Linked DNA regions of Sus scrofa: region 1 is linked to region 2. A link is a contact called in public HiChIP or PLAC-seq data. All regions are on one chromosome and are shown on one strand. The core of a region is the stretch at or near the end of the contact, and the rest is flanking DNA. Distances in the headings are between cores, read along the strand shown.

What was found. HiChIP or PLAC-seq counts read pairs in DNA pulled down with a chosen protein or histone mark.
Region 1: an H3K27ac HiChIP or PLAC-seq map of alveolar macrophages shows a contact between it and region 2. The contact joins the promoter of MTX3 here to the promoter of PAPD4 in region 2. A contact is called at or near these places in 1 of 47 Hi-C or Micro-C datasets (embryonic fibroblasts) and 1 of 2 datasets of contacts at active chromatin or transcription factors (alveolar macrophages).

Annotation. Positions count from the first base shown.
Region 1 is chr2:88,678,156-88,683,075 of Sscrofa11.1, forward strand. It overlaps MTX3 (metaxin-3), which reads right to left and starts at 2,212. Exons shown (of 10, transcript XM_013994941.2): 1 at 2,078-2,212; 2 at 1,489-1,558; 3 at 1,052-1,128. The coding sequence starts at 2,158.
Region 2 is chr2:88,326,763-88,331,674 of Sscrofa11.1, forward strand. PAPD4 (poly(A) RNA polymerase GLD2) reads left to right here and starts at 1,488. Exons shown (of 16, transcript XM_003123752.6): 1 at 1,488-1,848; 2 at 2,055-2,123.

The DNA of each region.
Region 1 (4,920 bases), core at 962-3,461, 350 kb after region 2:
GACTTACAATACTGTATTTAGTTTCAACAGAGTGACTCAGTCATACATGTAAATATATCCATTCTTTTTTCTATATAGGTTATTACAAACTATTGAGATTTTCCTGCGCTATACAGTATCAAACTGGTTTTTGTTTTTGTTTTTGTTTTGTCTTTTGAGGGCTGCACCCTCGGCACATGGAGGTTCCCAGGCTAGGGGTCTAATTGGAGCTACAGCTGCCAGCCTATGCCATAGCCACAGCAATGCCTGATCCTTAACCCACTGAGCAAGGACAGGGATTGACTGAACCCGCAACCTCATGGTTCCTAGTCAGATTGCTTCCGCTGCACCTCGACAGGAACTCCCATACAGTATCAAATTGTTAATGACCTAGTTGAGTTTAGTGCATGGAATGTAACACAAACTTAATATGTAGAAGCTATCATTATTTTCATCAATAATGAGGAAAAAGCTCTAATTAGCTGCATTTTCCTCATTAAAAAAGAAAATCTTCCAATTTAGAAAAGTTCTAAATTTTGTTGACAGAAGACTTCTTTTTTTTAAAAAAGTATTGGCAAAACCCACAGGTTTTGCATTTATAAAAACTGTTACATGTTTAAACTTTTGAATACATTATATAAAACTTTGCATGTTCTGACATTTTGTATACATTATTTCATGAAATAATTATCTGCACCTATTGGTTGAAGTGCTTTAAGAAATAAACGTTGATGGATGATGGGAACTCACATGTCATACCCAGCACAAAAGGTGTGGCAATTATGTGACTAAATTTACAATCATATCAATAAGCGTAATAGTGAAGATGGCTAAATTGAATCTGCTTATATCTAAATTTCAATAAAAACGAAGCCAAGTGCACAAAAATATAAACTAATTCACTATACAGGTTTCCTATCACAGTGCAACACATGATTTAGAGCCATGATTCTCAAATCTATTTTAATTCCAATCCCCATGTATCATCGAAAAGTCTAAAAAGTATTTTTAATGTACTTTTTTGAAAACACACAGTGATGAAGAATTTACTTCTTCAAACAGAACCACCCACCTGTTTTCTTAAAAAGTTTAGTATTTTTGCCGGCTGAGAAACAATGTTGTCTTCAGTTGTCAAAACTGGTACATCTCCTATAATCAAAGAACAATTTACATAGAAGGAAGCATTTTGATCTCCTCAGAAGAGATTCCAATACCCTAAAAACTATACCAATCATATTTGGAGGAATAAAAAAATGAGTAAGTCACTTTAGGTTTTTGCAATTTCACAAAGAACAGTTCTGGAGAGCATTTTCACTTCTCATAATTTCCACTGATTTGGCTTGTCCTTTGAAGTATTACTCAGAAAGATCAAAACATAAGCAACACACTGCCAAGGTCATGTAAGAACTAACCCCCCAAGGTACTCCATGGCCACAAGCCTCCTAGCTCTAAATGGGAGTGAGGAAGTTAAACAGGGTAGAAAGGGGTTTTTAAAAGTTTACACTGTACCTCTTGAACCTTTCCAGGTGTTATCTATGACATTGACTTTTAGGGGTGCACCAGAAAATTTGGCGTAAGCCTGAAAGAGAGTTTGCAATAAAACATTTTAGACTGAGTACGTAATGCAAATCTGCAGAGCAGCTTCACTTCAAAGCCTGGTCCCCCGAAGGCAGAGACGCCTGACTCGCGGGCAGAATTCCTCCCCCGACTTCTAGCCGGGGTTGCGCGCGCCAGCTATCAGGATTTTGAGACATCTCCCCCAGCCCCCCAAGACGTTACTGAGAAGCAGAGCAGGGAGCGCGCGCCTCCTGTTTCGGGCTTTCATTCCTCCGCCTAGACTGCTCTGCACGGCTGAGAAAACTCGGAACCAAGCGGAGAAGACGTGACTCTCACGCTAGGCTTCCGCAGGGTCACAGGCTAGGCTGTAACTCGTTGGACGGGAGGGAGCCCAAGGCAGTGCAGCAAGCAGCGCCCCAGCCGGCCTGGGCCCGGAGCGCCGCTGAAACCGCGGCTAGCAGCCGGGACCCCGCCCAGGCAGCCTCGCGCCTCTAGCACCGCCTCTTCTTTCCCGCGCCCTGGCCGGGCGGGACGGCCTCACCATCACCACCAGGGACTCGCTGTGCACGGATGGGAGCCCCCAGCCGCCTCCCCAGCAGCTGAGCTCCAAGGGGGCCGCCATCTTGCAGGGGCCGACCTTTGCTATCCCGGAAGTGCTTTTGTCGCCTAATTTCCGGCACGTGGAACTGAGGGGGCGGGGCGAAAGGGAGGGAAGGTTATTTTGGGGACTGGGAGAGACAGGAAAGGACCCCTGGAGGGGTTAGGGGCATGCTCAGAGCTAGCTTGGCCTAGGGGTAAAGAGTCCTGAGCCCTCAGTCAGACAACCTTAAATATTTATTGGATTTCTAATGTGTCCCAAGCTCATTGAACAGTACTACCGTGGGCTTTAAGCCATTTGTAGACCAGGCATGACAGTTTATTCACAAGACTATTGTGTTTAAAATTATGACATGGGAGGAGAGAATTTGGCATAGAGTAGGCACTCTATAATTGTTTGCCCCTTCCCGCATATATTTGGTTTCTACCCCTTTCCACTCTCGGTCTCAATTATAGTCACCTTCATGTTCACTTGTTACACTCTCCTTAAAAGTAACCCTATTCCTAAAGTTTGTCAAGTGAATTCTACCTTCCTTCAGTCTAGAATATCTTTGTTCCCTCAAAAATGAGCTTAACTGTCACTTCCCTAGGACTATTTTCCAAAGTTAGGAACTTCTGGATTCCTGTAGCCCTTTGTACATGCCTGAATTGTAGCTTCTATCTAATACAGACTTTTTGCCTTTTGGTGTACTGGAAGTTCTTTGAAGACAGAAACAGGAATGGCTTCATAGATGTGAGACCTCAAAGAGGAACCTATACTTAGAGGGGCCCATACTTGCCTTAATGTTCTAGTGTCATTGTCTTAAAATTCTTAATTTTTGAACAAAAGGCCCTGCATTTTTTATTTTGATTGGGTCCTACAAGTAATGCCACCAGTCATGCCTGTGGGCCTAATGGAGGTGAACTACATGTTTATTGAACATCAAACTGACAACTGCTAAGAAAAGCTGAGAAAAAAGAGAAAAGATAGGTCTTGAGAATGCCATGATCCTAACATGCTTACTGGATCTTGGAATAAGGACAAAGTTGCCAGGTTTTTATCTAGATGGCACAGTAGAGTTTCTGGGATACCCTCTCAGTCATTCCTCTGAGTTCTTGCCTTTCCTTTACCCCGAGATGGTTAGGTCCCTTTAAACAACTGAGTAAGCAAAAGAATCTCTGCAAATTTTCATAAAGATACAACTCAACAGGTAATTGCTAAGCACTCCCTTACTGTTTACATAGCCATCTAAATTACAATAGCAATGTGCTAAAGTCCTTTTTCATGTTTCAAAAGCAAAGAGTTCTCAGAAATGAGAAGGGAAGTTATGTCAAAGATGAGATTTCATTAACAAAACTTCAAAGTGAAAAATGTGTAACATATGTACCATTAAAATTAAATGTCAAAATATTTATTGAACAGCTACTATATCCAAACACTATAAGGCTCTGAGAGAATACAGAGATAGATAAGTCATGAGTTCTTCCAGAGTTTATAGTCTACAAAAGAGACAAAAAAAATTAAATGTAACAAGTCAGGCTACCATGAATAAAGTTAAAGATGAAAATAAAATATTATGGAGTTCCTGTCGTGCCTCAGTGGTTAACGAATCTGAATAGGAACCATGAGGTTGCGGGTTTGATCCCTGGCCTTGCTCAGTGGGTTAAGGATGAGCTGTGGTATAGGTTGCAGACACGGCTTGGATCCCGCATAACTGTAGCTCTGGTGTAGGCCAGCAGCTACAGCTCTGATTCAACCCCTAGCCTGGGAACCTCCATATGCCACAGGAGCGGCCCTAGAAATGGCAAAAAGACAATAAAATAAAATACAATAAAATAAAGTATTGTGGAAGCACAGAGCAGGAATGATGCATCTTCTGTGGGATTAGTGGAGGCTGTCTGTTCAGTCTTTAGTACAAAGTAATTCAACTTTGAGATTCAAGTAATTGGACTTACCAGTTTAGAGGATTAAAATCCCAAGCCATAAAGCTCAGAGTCCATATACTACAATCAGACATTTAAAGTAATCGTAAACAGAGAATGTAGACTACTTGAGTCTTGTTTATAAGATGGTGGAGGGGTGAAAATACATCCTCATGGACACACAATGCCTTCTCCCTTATTGCTGCTGTTACATATGACAGTTTCATTTTCATTAAAGAGAAATTAAGTCTCTTAGCATTGAGTTGAGACAGAACAGCATGCTATTGCTTCTGATAAGAGAATCCTTACACACAGGTTTATTTGTGCCTATTTAATAGCAATCTTTTATTGCTGCAATTCCCCTTGAGAGTCTGTATTTGCTAGATTGAATTTTAAAATCCCAGCACAGTTGATTGCACAACCAGGCTGAATATTGCCCCAGAGAACCACACAGAAAGCTGAAACCTTCAGGAATTATGCCTGGTATGGGTAATTGGTCTCTGTGCCTTTTTTTTTTTTTTTTTTTTTTTTTGGCTACTAGAGAGTATTATTCAGAGTTTGTCAAAATCATAATTTCAGATTCCTACCAGGAAGCATACTATGTGCAAAATATTCACATACAGGGGCATGGGGTGACCTGAATTGCAGCTTTGTAATGAGTATTCCAGACAGTGTTTTCCCTGAGAAAGAAAAAAAAATTTTTTTTTTGTCTTTTTAGGGCCACACCCGCAGCACATGGAGGTTCGCAGGCTAGGGGTCGAATCAGAGCTGTAGCTGCTTGCCTACACCACAGCCACAGCAACATAGGATCTGAGCCACATCTGCAACCTACACCACAGCTCTTGGCAACACCAAATCCTTAACCCACTGAGCAAGGCCAGAGAT
Region 2 (4,912 bases), core at 238-2,737:
CAATTAATACAATAAGTAGACAGAAAATCAGTAAGTGTGTTCTAAATCCTTCACAGGATTTACATTTGAAGAAATATAAATCAGGCAATGTGATGTGATTGACATTTGTAGAGCATTTAACCCAACAGCTGCAGCATATACATTTATTTTAAATATACACTGAATATTTACCAAGACAGAGCAACAGAACAAGTCTCAATAAATGTAAAATAATTCAAATTTTATGAAGTATGTTCTTTGATAATAATGGGATTAAGTTAGAAATCAACAGAAATATCTTGAAAATCTGATACTTGGAGACTAAGTAACACATAAGTAAACCACAGATCAAAGAAAAAAACTATAGGGAAATTAGAAAGTATTCTGAAATTAAGTAAAATGAAAACACAACATATTAAAATCTGGGAGATGCAGCTAACACAGTACTTTGAGGGAAACTTATACCACTAAGTGCTTGTATTACAAAGAAGAAACATCTCAGATCAATGACCTCAGTTTCCAAGAAATTGGAAAATTAATTTTCAAAACTTCAAAAATAAAAAAAGCAGAAGGAGTTCCAGTCGTGGTGCAGTGGAGGCAGATCCGACTAAGAACCATGAGGTTGCGGGTTCGATCCCTGGCCTCACTCAGTGGGTTAAGGATCCAGTGTTGCCATGAGCTATGGTGTTGGTGGCAGACATGGCTGGGATCTGGCCTTGCTATGGCTCTGATGTAGGCTAGCAGCAACAGCTCTGATTAGACTCCTAGCCTGGTAACCTCCATGTGCCTCGGGTGCAGCCCTAAAAAAAAAAGAAAAAAAAAAAAAGAAAAAAAAAGCAGAAGGAAGCAAACATAATAGCAGAAATCAACACAAGAGAAAAGAAAAAGAAAGGAAATCTATGCACACAAAAGCTGACTTTGAGATCTGAAATCAGTAAATATGCCTTTTGTCAGATTGACAAGAAGAAAAGACACAAATTACAAATACCAGGAATGAGGGAATGAGATGCTATAGATTTAAAAAAGACAGTAAAGGAATATCGTTAACAGATTTCTATGAATAAATTCAACAACTTAGATATCTTCACAACTATTAAAGCTCACTCAAGAAGAAATATTAAATATTTGTTGAATTAGCGAATGTTAGTCATTAACGGGCAGGGAGCTGAGTCTGGGCTTTATAGATGAATAAGGCATGTTTATTCCCAAATAGTTCTCAGTTTATTAATGGGGAAAAAACAAGTAAAGCTTAATATTGGTTAGTGCAGAAGGGTAAGGGAAAACTTGGCCAGGAAATCTTCTCCATGGAGGAGTCAACCGGCTGAGACAGGAAAGACCGGTAAAAAATGATTATCACATTGTGAGCTTGGGCAGTGAGGTGAAGCGAAGCTCCTGGGCTGTACCATCCCTTCCCGTACTCGCGCTCGCAGCTGCCCAGCCGCCTATTCTGGCAGCTAGAATCCCGGCATCTGTGCACCTGCGCACTCGAGCAAAGAGTTCCCGGGAGCGAGCGAGCGAGGCGGCTACCGGAAGTATGACCTCTCTCTCCCTGCTCGCTGTTCCCATCCGGGGTCAGGACGGTCTTCCGGGTGTTTCCGAAGGGGCTTTCTACGCCGCTTTTTTCGGCGACTTTTTGGTCTTCCGTATCTTGCCCCCGAGCTCCCACACCCTTGTTGGCCCTGCCTTTTCTTGGGTCGCTTCTCCCCGACCGCCGAGCCCGGAATTTTGATCGCAATCCGGATCCGCAGCCGGGCCTAGCCACCCCACGCGGGCCACTACTGGCTCGGGCGGAAAGCTGGGACCGAGCGCGCCGGGCCGTCGCTGCTCCGGCCGTGAGGCTCCTGGGCGGGCGGTGCCCGTAGAACGCTTGTGAGTTAGGAGGTTTCAAAGAGGAAAGCAACCTTGTAGGCTCGGGTGGGGGGCGGGACGCCGGGAACTTTTTCTGAAACTGTACTGTTTGGCGTGGGAGGTATCCTAGTCGTATGGGCGGTCCCCAGGCTTCTATACTTTCTGAAGAATCTTAGGAACTCATTTACGTTTTTCATTCCTTTTCCTTTCTCGCACCCCGCTCTCAGTCTAGGACCGAACGAAGAAGATTGTCTTGGGACCCTGCATGGTGTTTGAAAGGGTGGTGAGGAACTAAGGTAAATATCTGGGTCAGTCCTTTAAAATTTAAGACTTCATTAAACGGTTGTGAAATTGCCTCAGTTCTTAGTTTTATGGGGAAAATGCACAGGTTAGGACGCCGTCCGATTGTTGTTTAACCCCTTTATTTTTGCCCCGTTCAGCCTTTATAGGTAGGCTCTTCATCTCTCTTTCTAGGCTAGAACAGGAGGAGTTTATGTGTCTCACAAATTCTGGATTATCCCGGATCCCTGCCTTGTTTGAGGTCTCTCAGCTCTTTGTTTAAAATAGCAGTTGTTTATTTTTATTGGTATACTAAAAGAGTGAACACGAAAGAGAAACTAAAAGTCAAGCTAAAGTGGCAACTTAACAAATGTGTGGTATATGGTTTTGTTTGGAAAGATGATTATTGAAGACCAAGTATGTGTGTTTGTAACTACAGCTATTCTTGTAAATCCCCTCATATTGTATGCTTTATTACCACAAGGCTTTTCACATGGCCTTAACAGCCAGAAGGCTCTTAATATGTACTGCTTAATAGCTAGTAATAGTAATATTACTTTGTTTTTGTGAATAGTCTCAATTTTGTCTGATCAGAAAATGCTCCATGTGGAAGAGACCATTTTCATTTAATTAAGAAATGTCCTTTGGAGTCATATGGCTTGATTATTTTTTAACACTTGAATGGAATCTAATTCTTTTTTTTTTTTTTTTTTTGGCCGAGTTAGGGCTTGTGGCAGTTTCCCCAAGCCAGGGATCAAGGGCTCTAATTCTTTTTTTTTTTTTTTTTTTTTTTTTTTTTTTTTTTTTGTCTTTTTGCCATTTCTTGGGCCGCACCCTTGACATAAGGAGTTTCCCAGGCTAGGGGTCGAATCAGAGCTGTAGACACGCCAGAGCCACAGCAACGTGGGATCCGAGCCGCGTCTGCAACCTACACCACAGCTCAGGGCAATGCCAGATCCTTAACCCACTGAGCAAGGCCAGGGATCGAACCTGCAACCTCATGGTTCCTAGTCGGATTTGTTAACCACTGTGCCACGACGGGAACTCCAAGGGCTCTAATTCTTGAAAAAAATATCTTTTTTCCTGTAGGTGATTTGACAGCGGGTCCGATGGATTTAGGAATTAGACTTTTTGCATTTTGGAAATGACTGTAGTGGTTCAAAGAAATCGGACAAAGTGACTGGATAAAGATAAATTGATTTAGCCACTACAGTTCTGATTTTAATACTAGGGCTATTCCACTTTTCAGGGAATCTTTTTTTTTTTTTTTTTTTTTTTTGCAGATTGGGGGTGGGTTGTCATTGTCTGTGGCAGGTGGGAGTTCCTGGGCCAGAGATCTCTCTGCTGCAGTGATGCTACTGATGTTGCATCTGTAACCTGCTGTGCTACAAGGGAAATCCTTTACAGGGAGTTAAAAAAAAATTTTTTTTTGTTATAGTGGATTACAATGTTCTGTCAGCTGCTGCTGTACCAGTGTCCCAGTCATTCATATATAAATATACATATATATATATATACATTCTTTTTCTCACATTATCTTCTGTCTTGTTTCATCACACATGATTGGATAGAGTTCCCTGTCCTATACAACAGGACCTCATTGCTTATCCACTCTAAATGTAATAGTTTACATCTACTAACCCTAAACTCCCAGTCCATCCCACTCCCTTCCCCTTCCCCTTGACGATCACAAGTCTATTCTCGATGTCCATGGGTTTGTTTCCTTTCTGTAGATAGGTTCATTTGTGCTGTATTTTATTTTATTTTTTTGTCTTTTGTCTTTTTTAGGGCCATACCTGCAGCATATGGAGGTTCCCAGGCTAGGGGTCCAATCTGAGCTGCAGTTGCCAGCCTACACCACAGCCACAGCAATGCGGGATCTGAGCCGCATCTGCGACCTACACCACAGCTCAGGGCAATGCCCAGATCCTTAACCCACTGAGCAAGGCCAGGGATCAAACCACCAACCTCATGGTTCCTAGTTGGATTCATTTCTGCTGTGCCACGATGGGAACTCCACGTGCTGTATTTTATATTCCGTATATAAATGATATCAATTGGTATTTGTCTTTCTCTTTATGAATTACGTCACTTAGTATAAGAATCTCCAGTTCTACTGGTGTTGCTGCAAATGGCATTTTGCTTTTTTTTAATTGCTAAATAGTATTCCATTGTGTATATGCACCACATCTTCTTAATCCATTCACCTTAATCCATTTATTGTCCTAAATCTGGATATTTAGGTTGTTTCCAAGTCTTGGCTATTGTGAATAGTACTGTAGTGAACATAGGGGTGCATGTATCTTTTTTTTTTTTCTTTTTGTCTTTTCTAGGGCCGCACCCACGACACATGTAAGTTCCCAGGCTAGGGGTCAAATCGGAGCTATAGCTGCCGGCCTATGCCACAGCCATAGCAACGCCAGATCCGGGTCATGTCTGCATCCTATACCACAGCTCACGGTAACACCGGCTCCTTAATCCACTGGTCAAGGCCAGGGATTGAACTTATAACCTCATGGTTCCTAGTCAGATTCGTTAACCACTGAGCCACCACCGGAACTCCACATGTATCTTTTTGAATGAAAGTTTTGTCCAGAGTGGGATTGCTAGATCATATGGTAGTTCTGTATTTAGTCTTTTAAGAAAACTCCATACTGTTTTCCATAGTGGCTGCATCAGTTTACATTCCCACCAACAGTGTAGGAAGGTTCCCTTTTCTCCACACTCTTAAGCATTTATTGTCTGTAGAATTTTTGATGATGGCCGTTCTGACTGGTTTGAAGTGATACCTCATTTTAGTTTTGAT